Linked DNA regions of Mus musculus: all the other regions are linked to region 3. Evidence: chromatin contacts called from public Hi-C and HiChIP or PLAC-seq data. All regions are on one chromosome and are shown on one strand. The core of a region is the stretch at or near the end of the contact, and the rest is flanking DNA. Distances in the headings are between cores, read along the strand shown. Region 1 has its middle 7.4 kb from the start of Gm42322. Region 2 overlaps Slc9a1 (solute carrier family 9 (sodium/hydrogen exchanger), member 1). Region 3 overlaps Ahdc1 (AT hook, DNA binding motif, containing 1).

The links. A called contact is a pair of places that touch in the nucleus more often than the background predicts. HiChIP or PLAC-seq counts read pairs in DNA pulled down with a chosen protein or histone mark.
Region 1: a FOXA1 HiChIP or PLAC-seq map of pancreatic cancer cells shows a contact between it and region 3. The contact joins two enhancer-like sites. A contact is called at or near these places in 1 of 15 datasets of contacts at CTCF or cohesin (large pre-B cells), 4 of 115 datasets of contacts at active chromatin or transcription factors (embryonic stem cells and pancreatic cancer cells) and 2 of 9 other capture datasets (embryonic stem cells and liver).
Region 2: a Hi-C map of bone marrow-derived macrophages shows a contact between it and region 3, with 20 read pairs. The contact joins two enhancer-like sites. A contact is called at or near these places in 1 of 484 Hi-C or Micro-C datasets (bone marrow-derived macrophages), 1 of 115 datasets of contacts at active chromatin or transcription factors (embryonic stem cells) and 1 of 9 other capture datasets (adipose tissue).

The regions. Positions count from the first base shown.
Region 1 is chr4:133,445,731-133,449,830 of GRCm38.p6, forward strand. No RefSeq gene overlaps it. Among named protein-coding and RNA genes, the nearest start is that of Gm42322, 7.4 kb to the left of the region's middle. Within about 2 kb of position 1,856, at least 44 of the 459 cell types and tissues checked have an H3K27ac peak or open chromatin away from gene starts, as enhancers often do. A contact at or near this core is called in embryonic stem cells and pancreatic cancer cells, where this site is marked.
Region 2 is chr4:133,387,850-133,392,099 of GRCm38.p6, forward strand. The region is part of intron 1 of Slc9a1 (solute carrier family 9 (sodium/hydrogen exchanger), member 1); the gene reads left to right. Among named protein-coding and RNA genes, the nearest start is that of Mir5122, 20 kb to the left of the region's middle. Within about 2 kb of position 2,457, at least 118 of the 459 cell types and tissues checked have an H3K27ac peak or open chromatin away from gene starts, as enhancers often do. A contact at or near this core is called in adipose tissue and bone marrow-derived macrophages, where this site is marked.
Region 3 is chr4:133,054,141-133,058,119 of GRCm38.p6, forward strand. Ahdc1 (AT hook, DNA binding motif, containing 1) reads left to right here. Exons shown (of 7, transcript NM_146155.3): 3 at 873-1,063. Among named protein-coding and RNA genes, the nearest start is that of Gm26615, 27 kb to the right of the region's middle. Within about 2 kb of position 2,146, at least 293 of the 459 cell types and tissues checked have an H3K27ac peak or open chromatin away from gene starts, as enhancers often do. A contact at or near this core is called in adipose tissue, bone marrow-derived macrophages, embryonic stem cells and 1 more, where this site is marked.

The DNA.
Region 1 (4,100 bases), core at 606-3,105, 390 kb after region 3:
TACTCTCTGGGGTCAGGGACAACCAACATTCATTCCCTTTGTATTAGCCAGGGTTCTTTAGAACAGAACTCATAGAATATTTATATGAATATGTGTGTGAAGGACTTGGACTTGCCAGGGAGAGTGAAAGCAAGCAGGCAAAAAGTTCCTGTCTGAACAGCTACCTCGGCAACATCACCTGTCCTAGGTCCCGCCCACCTTACAGCATCATGGCTATAGCTCCACCTCTTCCCTGGCCATTGTGGATGTAGTCATCTGGCTCAGCTGGACCAATCTGATTCTTTTTACCAGTAAACTGGAGCAGTGGTGAGGTGTGAGGTGTCTCGAGTGTGTTCGTGTAGTATGTATATGTGTGTGCTGGTGTATTCATGTGTGTGCGGGTGGACATATGGGGGTGGACACTTGGACATGTGTATAGGTGTGCACGGAGAGACCAGAGAAAAACCTTACAGCAGGTGTCATTCCTCAGGAGATGTCCACCTTTTTTTTTGGACAGGGTCTCTCATGAAGTTTGCCAAGAGCTAGGCTGGCTCACCAGAAAGCCCTTGGGATCCAGCTGTCCCCACCTCTCCAGCACTGGGGTTACAAGTGCCCACCGTTAAGCCTGGCCTCCTTTCCTTCTGAACACAGTATGGTGGTTTGAATATGCTTGGCCCAGGGAGGGGCACTCTTAGGAGGTATGGCCTTGTTGGAGAAAGTGTGTCTCTATGGGAGTGGACTTTAAGACCCTCTTCCTAGCTGCCTGCAAGCCAGTCTTTCTCCTATTTGCCTTCAGACCAAGATGTAGAACTCTTGGCTCCTGCAGCACCATGTCTGCCTGGATGCTGCCATGCTCCCACCTTGATGTTAATGGACTGACCCTCTGAACCTGTAAGCCAGCCCCAGTTAAACGTTCTTATAAGAGTTGCCTTGGTCATAGTGTCTCTTCACAGTCATGGAAACGCTAACTAGGACACACAGATTCTGGGTATTGAACTCAGGTCCTCACTGCTTGAAGGCAAGCTCTCTGCTGACTGAGCTACAACTGCAGCCTGAGTCTGTAGTACCATGGACCCCAGCTGTCAAGGTCCCCACCCTTCCTGAATCTTGGCTCTTCAGCTTCTTGTGACACACTCTGTCACCCCTCCTTCAGGTGACTTGACCCCTGTCACTGGCCTCCAGATGAACTGTAGCAGGCCAGCAGAGAGAGCCCAGAACAGTTAGTGAGTCAATGGCTTTGCTGAACAGCTGCCACACCTGGGTGGTAGTTGGAACTCACTGCCTGAGTAAAAGGGATACTTTTACAAGAAGTAAAGACTGGGGGGATAGGGGACAGGAAGAAGAGAGTCACTGGCGGTTGGCAGCTTCATCCCTCTTCAGAGTCCCAAGCTGGAAGCAGACATGGCTCAGAGCACTCAGATGGTTCTAGAAGGTCTATGAGCTTCTCTCTCATTCCTAATGATTTACATAAAAGCTAGCATGGCTGCCAGGATGCAAGAAAGTTCCAGTAACCCCTTGACATGTCCTTCCCACTAAATAGCAATGAAGTGGTTGGCCAAAAAGATACAGCAGGAGTGAAGGCTTGTGATAGTCAGGGTTAAACTATGAAGGAGACTGGGGCTTCGACCTCCCCGCCTGGGGCAACTGCCTTTCAGGGAAGCCAGGCGTTTTGTGAGGACGCACAAGCTACAACACCTGACCATGAAGCCAGGAATTGAGGCCACCTGCTCAGCATCAAGCTGCCAACCCTGGGAGTGGACAGTCCTCTGAGGAGACCCTCAAATCTTCAGGCAGCAGCAGATCTGACTCACATCTGATCACAACTCTGAGAGATCATGAGTTGCAGGCACGCAGCTGTGGCACTCCTGGAGTCATGCTGAGTCAGAGAAGCCATGTGCCACCGTCCTCTGTGCACAGTGTGGAATAGTCTGTGCCCTAACTCTAGTAACTAATACAGTCGAGACTCAGAAGGTGCTGGAATCTCTAGAAAGCAGTCACAGGTGGGGGGGGGGGGATGGAATAAGGCTGTGAGACTCAGACTTGCCTCCCTGGGACTTCAGGAGCCAAGGAGAGCCACACCTACTCCACAGTTTCTCCTGCGTTGGGGAGGAGAGGGAGAGAAGGGAGCCTAACCAGTCAGAACAGCCGCTAAATCTCGCCTCCTCTGCTGTGTTCATCCTTAAGAGGAGCCCAAATCAATCAACGACCCTTTTTATATTCAGGTTACCAGGGTTTCTGACAGGTTCACACCGATGGTAAGGAGTCTGCCTGGCCCCCAAAGATGCCAGCCAATGTAGTCTTTCCAAGCAGAGAAAGCACAGTGGCAGAACACCTGCCTCCGTGTGCGTGAGGTCGTGGGTTCAATTCCCAGTGCTGCAAACAAAAGCAAACCACAAAGGAGCCAGGGCTCTGGCCCAGGGCCGTCCTCCTGTGCTCCATCAGGGAGGGAAGTGAGCGCCGGGCTGCGCTCAGCACATGCGCACTGTAGACCAGCACCATTTCCCTCATGGAAAGGTAAGCACAGAGAATTTTAGGATTCTTTGTCTCCTGCCTACTTCCTGATCCTCCATAAGTCTTATTTTGTTTTGGTGTGTGCGCGCACACTTAAACAGACTCTAAATCTATAACCCGGTGTGGAACTCATTATGTAGCTCAGGTTGACCTCAGACTTACAGCAATTCTCCTGCCTCAGCTACCTGAGTGCATGACCCACTCCACCTGAACGCTTCACGCTCACCCGCTCTGTTCCATTGGGCCTTTCTTCCTAAGAGTTCTTAGAGACATTACCTTCCTCTCGCCCAGAGCTTCCCTTCCCAAATTATTCCACTCGTTTCCCCACTAGCCATTCTCCCTTTGGGAAATTCCTGAGGCTCGGCCACAGCACTGGGGGTGGGACTCGCCCTAACTCACTCCGTCTCCATGGTGGGAAAGCCCTGTCCAGTCCCCCCAGGGAACTAGTGCCTCCTTTAGGAAGACCGCACTCCACAGCTATCCTCAGACCCTGTGAGGACCCCATCACAGACCTCATCTTGTGATTGTGTGTGTGTGTGTGTGTGTGTGTTAGAGTCGCTAGGGAACACACCCAGACACCAAATTCTCAGCACAAAGGAAGTTTATTACCCCAGAGGGACAAGCAAGGGGCGTGCCGCCTCTGGATCAGACCACGGCAGTAGCAGGTGTGTCTGCAGAAATAGTTTTTAATGAGGGAAGGGGAAGTCTGTGCTAAGACCTGATTGGACAGCTTAGCTGGTGTAGGCAAAAAATGAATGTTGATAGCTGGGCCTTGGTGTTTAGTCTCAAGAATGAATAGGTGGCTAAATAAGGGAATAGACCTTGGGGGCAAGCTTTAGGAATGTAATCTCGTGGTTTAGCAAGGCAGAGGGAAGGGCCAAAGCAGACAGCGCCATGTTTGCCATGATTGGGCCTGTTAGAGAGCCCTTCAATGATGGCCGCCCACTGCCCCTGTTGGTGCCCCCATCCCTGGGCTGGCTGAGGAAGGCATTTTACTCCAGTACACTCTGCCTGCTAAATTGAGGTGGGTGGAGTCTGAGATGTTCCTGCAGCCTCTGGGAAGCTGGGCAGATCCCGAGGAGCTAATTTTTCATGCTGTGGAGCTCAGAGGAAGTTCAAGGACAGGACAGGGCAAGCAGATGGTGAGACACAAGGAACATTCCAGCCATCTTCTGACCTCAGACGTGATAGCTCACGCCTGCAATCCCAGCACTGGGAAAGCTAGGCAGGAGGCAATATTGCCATGTCTGTGAGTTGTGGGCCAATGTAGTGAGGGCATCTCCCACAGTCTGGACAGCCCTTGAGGAAGGGGAGAGGAAGCTACTTAATACCTGTGAAGTCAGGAGGGCTTGAGGGAGGTTATGGAATTAAAGTCTGTTAGTCAACCTCCAATGAGAATTTTCCAGAAAGAGAGACCGCAAGGAGGCAGGTGGAGGGGGAGTGTGTAACACGGTGAGATGACAGAATTCAGCCACTTGCAGCGAGTGGGCACCTGCTCTCTCTAGGGAAGCGCAGGCAGGAGCTGAGGGCACGGAGAACACGGAAAATGTGACACGTCCATCTGCATGTTTCTGGTACTTAAAAGAATGACTGAGTCCGTGATCAGTCAG
Region 2 (4,250 bases), core at 1,207-3,706, 330 kb after region 3:
TGTGAGTGTGTGTGCTGAACATGTATGTTTGTATGTGTGTGTTTATGTGTGTATGAGTGTGTGTGAATGTGTGTGTGAGTATGTGTGTGTGTGTGCATCGAACTCATGTGAATGTGTGAGTTAGTGTGTGTGTGTATGAGTGTGTGTGAGAGTGTGTATGTGAGTATGTGTGTGCGTGTGTGAGTATGTGTGAATGTGTGTATGTGTTATGTATATGTGCATCGAACTCATGTGAATGTGTGAGTTAGTGTGTGTATGAGTATGTGTGAATGTGTGTGTGTATGTGTGTGTATGAGTGTGTGTGAGAGTGTGTATGTGAGTATGTATATGTGTGAGTGTGTTTGAATGTGTGTGTGTATGAGTGTGTGTGTATATATGAATGTGAGTGTGTGTGTGTGTGTGTGTGTGTGTGTGTGTGTGTGTTGGAGGGGGTGACTCACTTTCAGAGCATTGACCTAGGTCCTGAAGGGGAAGTGTTGGTTTGCTCTCTGACAGAGAGTGGGAGGAAGGCACGGCCGTGAGGTGATGATGGAAAGAGCCCCAAGTGATGCTGATTGCATTTGCTTAAAAAAAGACTGCCTCAGCCAGGGCGTGGTGGCGCACGCCTTTAATCCCAGCACTCGGGAGGCAGAGGCAGGTGGATCTCTGAGTTCGAGGCCAGCCTGATCTACAAAGTGAGTTCCAGGACAGCCAGGGCTATACAGAGAAACCCTGTCTCGAAAAACCAAAAAAAAAAAAAAAAAAAAAGATACCATTTAGGGCTGGAGAGGTGGCTCAGTGGTTAAGAGCACTGACTGCTCTTCTGAAGGTCCTGAGTTCAAATCCCAGCAACCACATGGTGGCTCACAACCATCTGTAATGAGATCTGATGCCCTCTTCTGGGATATCTGAAGACAGCTACAGTGTACTTACATATAATAAATAAATAAATAAATCTTAAATAAAAAAAAAAAGACTGCCTCTAGCGCTGTAGCCCAGTCTGTCCTTGAACTCACAGCAGGCTCTTGCCTTACCCTACTGACTGCTGTGTTCATGAGTAAGCCACCAGTCCAGATTGCCCTTTGCTTTTGAAACCCACTGGGACAGTGCCAATCCTTCCACCAAACAGCCAGCAGGGAAAGCAGAAGCCATTGTCAGGGTTGGTGAGAGTCTATGACGTGTGTTGCCCTGGACCAGGCTAGGGAGCCGCCGTGACTGCTCTCGCCAGTTCCTGGTCTTGTGCTGAGGATTCCACTTAGTGCATGGTTGTCCATTTCACGATGACCCTGAGCCGAGCATGCTGCAGTGTTTGCCTTTAGCCGGCTTATAACTATCTCAGGAAACCGACACTGGGTAACTTGGAGATTGCTGCACATGGGAAGCCTCTAGAGAGGGAAGAGATGTGGCTGGGAAGACCAGTGAGCAGATCCCGTAGGAAAGAGGCATCAAATCAGGAGGCCTGGGACACTGGCCAAGACTGAGCTGCTGACATGAGTAGACGCCCAGCTGAAAGAATCTGCGCTGGCATAGCGGGAAGCGACATTATTAAGTAGGTTGGGTTACACTGGGTTGCTGAGCAGCTGGAGCTCCAGCCTGTGGGGACTGTAGCCTAGGTCACGGGCTGCTCTTCATTCCTTCCACACCTAGTCTCTCTGTCCCTGCCTGAGCACCCTGTGGTGACTCTGGCCCCCAGCGCTGGCTGTAATGAGGTGACCATAGAGCAGCGAGGAGTTTGTAGGATGTAAACCGGAACATGGTGTTCCCTGCTGAAGCTCTTTTTGATGCTTCCTTTTGAACTTGAGACACAATCTCAGAGCTATAGCTTATACCATTCTCAATGTCATGTCCTGTTTCCCTTGCCAGCCCGCTTCCCCCTGAGACTGTAGTGTCTGCTTGTCCCCTAACCTAGAACACCGTCTGTATACCGCCTCAAACTAGCATTTTCCTTCAAGTCACATGTCCCCAGAGTGGCCTTCCTGATCACCCAGGCTAGTTAATGTCAGTACAAACCTTCCCAGCCAGTTCCATCCTCTTTGTGTCCGTTTCCTTAGGATGCAGCCAGCATCAAGGCAGAAGAGGATTTGGTGTCAAAGGGCTCACATCCAAGTATGGAGTGTTGAACAGTAAATCCAACAATGTCAGACAGGAGTATGTGTATAAAGGAAATAAACATAGGTCTGAAGGCTCTCCAAGGAGGCAGCTGAGTGACAGGAAAGAAGCAGTCCGCTCTTCAAAGACCAGGGTCCTGAAGAGAGTGTGATTAGAGAAGTGTGAAGAGAGAGTGGAGGAGACAGGGCCAGACCTCTGCTGGGTCTTGGGTTGGCTGCTAGAGTCAGTACTAAGTGTTGTGTGGTCCCATCAGGAGCAGGGTGACATGGTCTGACCTGCACTGGGGTATTAGGGAGATGTTTAAGACTGAGCTAGCTGCAGAGGCATCTGCGCAAAGCAGATTTCTGCTTATCTGTCCCTCAGCCTGGGACTGAGAGACAGTAGATCAGAGCTCCCCAGCAAAGCAGCTCTTGCCACACCATTGCTGTTGGAGTACCAGCCTAGGAGAGCCTCTAAGGGGGAGGGGCTGTGCTCAGATTCAGGCCAGTCAGTAGACAGGTCCTGAAGGAGGGCATGGCACCTCAGAGCGCTAGGACCTGATCATCTCTCCTCCTACACCAGCTCTGCTCGTAGCCTGTGGTCAGACCATGTAAGGAGCAAGTCAGATTTCAGAGCCTTTGGAGATTCTAGACTAAGTCTAGAATCCCGTGAGTGCAATGGGAGAGAGAGAAGTCGGCTCCTTCATTCTCAGCTACGTGGACCTCCTGCGCAGAGCTGGGGAGGTGAAATGAGCATACAAAGAGCACCCAGCAAGAAGGACTCTGGGAAACTGTAGACAGGACCTGGCCTGCTCTCCCATCTTACACAGGAGGAAGCAGAAGGCCAGGGCGGAAGTGACTTGCTCAAGGGCAGCAGGGTGGTGGCAAAACTGGGGTTGGGCTCAACTGTTTGACCCTAGCTAGGCCTTTCTGTGCTAACAGTAAATGACTGTCTTCCCTCCATTCCTGGCTCTTCTGCAGAGGGAGCTAGGTTTGCTCTGGAGTTCCACCTTTTCAGCTTGCCGCTGAGCACCTACCGTGCTTGGGCAGATGTGGTAGGAGATATAGCTATGACAGCTAACACACAAGTGCTTGTCATGAGGCAGGGGGCAGTACTATGGGTCCTGGTGGTACATGGGCCTTTGTGATGTTGCTCCTTAGAGTGTGTTGGCAACAGGTCTGCACTGGGGTTAGAACTGATTCTGAGTGGCCTCAGAGTCGGTGTAGAAGACAGGTCTGTGTGGATGGGGAACCGCAGGCGTCTTAGGTGGGGACGAGCACGGTGGGTCAGTGTTACACCACAGTTGTCCTGGAAGGCGCGGAGTGGAGATGAAGTTTTCTCTCCATGTTCTTGGCTCTGAGCGATTCCCGCCTCCTCCCTCTGTGGATAATTAGCTTCCTAAGAAACTGATCAGATGGGAAGCTGCAGGAAATGGTTTGGGACAGGGATTGTGTAGGAGTTGTGGGAAGAGTAGAGAGGAAATAGCTGCCTCCAAGCAGCAGGCGGTGGCTCCTTCAGAGATGGGGACGAGGAGAGGGAGAGGAGGGAAGCATAGTCTGGGCTGAGAATGCCAAACAGGATGGAAGCTGCTGTAAACTAAACGGCTGAGTCCTCCATACGTCTTGCCATACCAGGAGGTGTGCAAGACTGGCTGGCAGAATGTAGCCTTTCTGGGTTAACAGGTGCCGTCCTCATGGGAGTGGCAGGCCTTGTAGGCCAGAGGCCAGGCTGGTGGGTCCTCTGAGCTGCTTATGTCTTGTGTGGCCTGGCTCTTCACGTTGTAGACCAGGGTCTGTTGTGAATGTAGGGTGTGGCTGGGCACCCTGTCCCATCCTGTCCCAGCTAGCTTTCACCCTGCCATAGCTCCCAGCAGAATCTCAGCTTTAGTTGTGGGCCTGGCTTTTGATCCTGTTTTGGCCTCACTGGCAAAACGGCAGCTGTCGGTGTGCTGAGGCTTCTGGCAAGTCTAGTTTCCGGGAGTGGCTGAACCACAGTGCTAATGTCTGGCAGGAGGAGCAAGTGGGTCCCACATTAGAACTGAGGAATAAGCTGCCTGTGGAGAGCTGGGGCGGCTCTGCCGGTGGGGGTTCAAGGCATCCTTCTCTGCAGCCGGTCTCAGGGGTCAGCCCTGAAGGCCTAATTTAAGTACCAACTCTACTGTGTGCCAGCTCTGTGACTGTAGG
Region 3 (3,979 bases), core at 896-3,395:
CCTCCATGGCAGTGGGCACACCTTCCTCTTCCTCTAGGGACAGCGACTCAGACTTGTACAGTTACCAGCCCCAGAGCTGTCTCTCTGCTTCATAAGATGTCACTCCTCATTTTTAGGGGTGAGAAAATGGGGAAGAATATATAGGCTGTAGACAGGATAAGGAGTTGAGCCAAGGCCAGGTTCCCTCCACTTTCTCTGGTGTGCTGTTTGTGCACACGTGTGAGTATCTAGACTTGCAAAGATACTGCTTCTCAACAGGAGTCTGGGATGTAAGAGACAGGGACTGGGGGCTGGAGAAGTGGCTCAGGGCTTAAGAGCACTTATTGCTCTTTCCAAGGATCTGGGCTCTATTCACAGTACCTCCAGGGTAGCTTACCACCATCTTGTAACTCCAATTCCATGGGGATCTGACGCCCTCTTCTGATCTGTGGGCACCAGGCGTGCAAAACATTTAAAATATAATTAAGTCTTTTTTAAAAGTAACTTTAAAAGTCGTTTATTTTTATTTCATGCGTATTATTGGTGCTTTGCCTGCGTGTATGTCTGGGTGAGGATGTCCGATTTCCTGGAACAGGAGTTACAGACAGCTGTTAGCTGCCATGTGGTTGCTGGGAGTTGAACCAGAGTCCTGCAAGAGCAGCCAGTGCTCTTAACCACAGAGCCATCTCTCCATTCCAAGTCATTGCATTTTTAAAGAGTTCAAAGAAAGAAGGTGGGATGGTAGGTAGGTACTGAGCCTCTGCAGTGGGGTAAAGTCAGATCAGGACTGGTATTTGTGGAGCATGCCCACCTGGCTCAGTTGCCCTCTGCCTGACTCCTCCGTCCATGCTCCATCTATGCTTATCTTTGGTGTGCTGTGTTTGCTTCTACAGATGGGGAGGTTGCCTGACTGTCTACCCATCGGCCTGGACCCCAGAGCCAAGCCAGCTGAGTGAGTGCCGAGGGTCCCAGGTGACCGGGGGAGTGGCACTGCTCAGGCCTCTGCAAAGACTACCCTGGAGAAGCTGATGCTGGTGGAGACAGCCCTTTCTTGCTGAGTCCAGCCTCTGCAGAGCCTGCGCAGGTAACTGTGAGCCAGTGTAACAAAGATCGCCTCTTAGCTTAGGCAGAGAGAGAGACATTAATCTAGCCTATTCGAACTCCCCATTATCCAGAGAAGGGAATAGAGGCTCATGTGGCACAGTGAGTCCCTTAGCATCCTGCCTCCTAGCCTGAGGACTCTTCCCTATGCCTCCATGACCTGGAGAACTGGGCGGAGAGATGGGTTGTGACGGTGACCAGGATTCAGGGCAGAGGTGGAAGCCAGCGTGCCTGATATATGCAGCTGACCTCCCCAGGACTCCTCTACAGAGCTGAGAGGCCATGGTAGTCCAGGTGTGATTGCATGCCCGGCAGCTGGCCGCAGGGCAGGCCATGGCAGGACCCATCTTTCTTGTGGCCCAGGTTTAGCCCACCCAGGCTCCCAGCCACAGAGGCCAGGTGGGGCTGCCCTGCCCTATAGAGGCAACTCCCTGAACTGACACATGAAGCCTCAGGCTCCAGGAAGCTCCTTAGAGTTTAGCCTGCTGGAAACCCCACCCAACTTCCAAAGGAGCATTCCTGAGGTCTGCATGGGGGTTGGGCCTCCAGGGATGGGAAGGGTGGGGAGGCAGGGCTGCAGGAGGATGTGAGGCTGTAAATGTGCTGTGCTGGGTCTGTGTGCAAGCAGGTGTGTGGGGCTCTCTGTCCTTAGTGCACAGGGTTGTGTATGCAAGAGTTACATAAGTGGCCTATGTGGGGGGAATAGTTAAGAGCTTCACATGTGTGCTGTAGTGGTGACTGCTGGCTATGGATCCTATGCAGGTGTGGGTATCCTGGGCTGTCTACCACACAGGGTACTAGTGGACCAAGACTCAAACACCCTTGGGTGGGTTTGTGTGTGCTCAGGGTTCTGAGCACAAGGTGAGGTGGCATGTGCACATGGCTCCCTTTGTGTTTTGGAGGTGGGCTGGGCAGGACTTGGGCTGCGCTGGGCTCAGCAATGCCCAGCCTTGTGGCCAAACTGCTGAAGTCACTTCCTTTTCAACAGTGACTTTCCAGGGGGAGGAGTTCTTCCGACCTGGTCGGCAGTGAGGGGCGTGGCCGAACTGGCTCTCTCTGGGGAGGGATGTGGGCGGGGGCGGGAGAGAGGTGGGAGGAGGTGCTAGTGGTACTGGAAGAGGGAGTCCTCTGGGAGACAGAAGGAAAGACAAGGACAGGAGTCTGGAAGGGCCAAGGGCAGGAGGGAATGGGGGTGGAGTGGGGCGGAAAGCACAGTCCCTGGGTGACCTCGGAGGGAGGAAGGGAGGGCTGCCAATGAGGTGACCCTCGGGTTCAGTGAGAGCTGGCAGTGGCGCCTACACACCTGGCACTCGGGGCAAGGGGCTGGCAGGGGGCGGTTCAGGAACAGACCTGCTTGCCAGGTGCCCCACTCTGGACAGGAAGAGGGTGGGCGGGGGCTGTACAAAGGAGCTCTGTGTGGCTGAGGATAGGGTAGGGTGGGGTATGCAGTGCTGTACTGTTCTGGGGTTGGGGGAGATGATGGGGGCGGGGCAGGACCAGTTCCCCTTGGGGCATCAGTGGCTCCAGGGGGACACCTAGTGGTCAGGGGAGGTAGTGCATCTTGATAACAAACTGGGGGAAAAGAGATTAGAAGTGGTAGTTGAGATAGTTGAGGAGGCCAGGGCTAGTCTGAATCTTTGGATGATGAAGCAATTTGACTTAAAGGATCCCAACAAAACCAAACTTAGGTGACAACAAAGCTGATTGGCATGGCTGTGTGTCCTTAAGGGCATGACTAAGCCTCTCTGTGTTCACATTTAAATGCAAAACAAGTGACTGGGGCTGGTGAGATGGCTCAGCAGGTAAGAGCACCCGACTGCTCTTCCAAAGGTCTAGAGTTCAAATCCCAGCAACCACATGGTGGCTCACAACCATCCCTAACGAGATCTGACTCCCTCTTCTGGTGTGTCTGAAGACAGCTACAGTGTACTTACATGTAATAAATAAATAATCTTAAAAAAAAAAAAAAAACAAGTGACTGGTCCTTCTTAGGATCTAGGGCAAGTGTCTGCTTGCTAGAAGATCTACGAATTAGGTGGGCACTAGGGGCTAAAAGGAAGGGAAGACCAAGAGAGTGAAACATGAAATTCCTGAGAGAAAGGGGGCTGGCAGTCCTGGGAGGTAACGCCTCCGTGGAGAAGAGAGGGCCTGAGGAAGGTTTCAGAGCAGCCATGTTTCCCACTGCTAAGAGCTTAAGGACATCCAGGAGCCTTCAGACTGAGGGGGCTGAGGGAAATGGGAGGGGAGTGCTCGCAGGCTGCAGAGAGGGTCATGAGGCCGGAAGTGAGAGCTGGGACTGGCAGCTTGGCTCCCCAGGGGAGGTTAGGGGTGGGTGAGAGGGGAGGAGGGCTGGGGAAGGGGTGGGGTGGTCACAGCCACAGTGGGGGAGGGTGGGGCTGGGGATCAAGGATGTGGGCTGGCGCTTCCCGGCACTCTGCTCTGCAGGTTGGGGCCCCCCTCCTAGCCAGCTGCTGTCCCTGTGGGCAAGCTCAGACACTGACCCAGAAGCAGACAAGCAGACAGAGGACCCTTTGACTTTTCATTCACAGACTTGGGCTAGATGGTACCTTTGAGAAGACGCCAAGAGAATGGCTGCCTGTTGGGGTGTGGTGGGGAAGGGAGCCAACTGCTTCCCTCAGATCCTAAGGCTGCAAAAGAGCAGTGGACAGTCGGGAGGATGTGGCCAAAGGTCTTCATGGGTGGGTGGAGCAGAAGCAGCCACTGCAGAGGAGGTTTGTCTCTTCTGCCAAGATTACGCCCTTGGGCCCCAAGTGGGAGGTCTCTAAGGCAGGAAGGCCTGGCCAGCCCCACCCTCAGTGAGGAAGGAGAGGGACTCCTGGTGTAGGTATCTCCAAAAGCCAGGTCAAGCCACTTCCTAGAGTTGTGCTCTGAGGCAGGC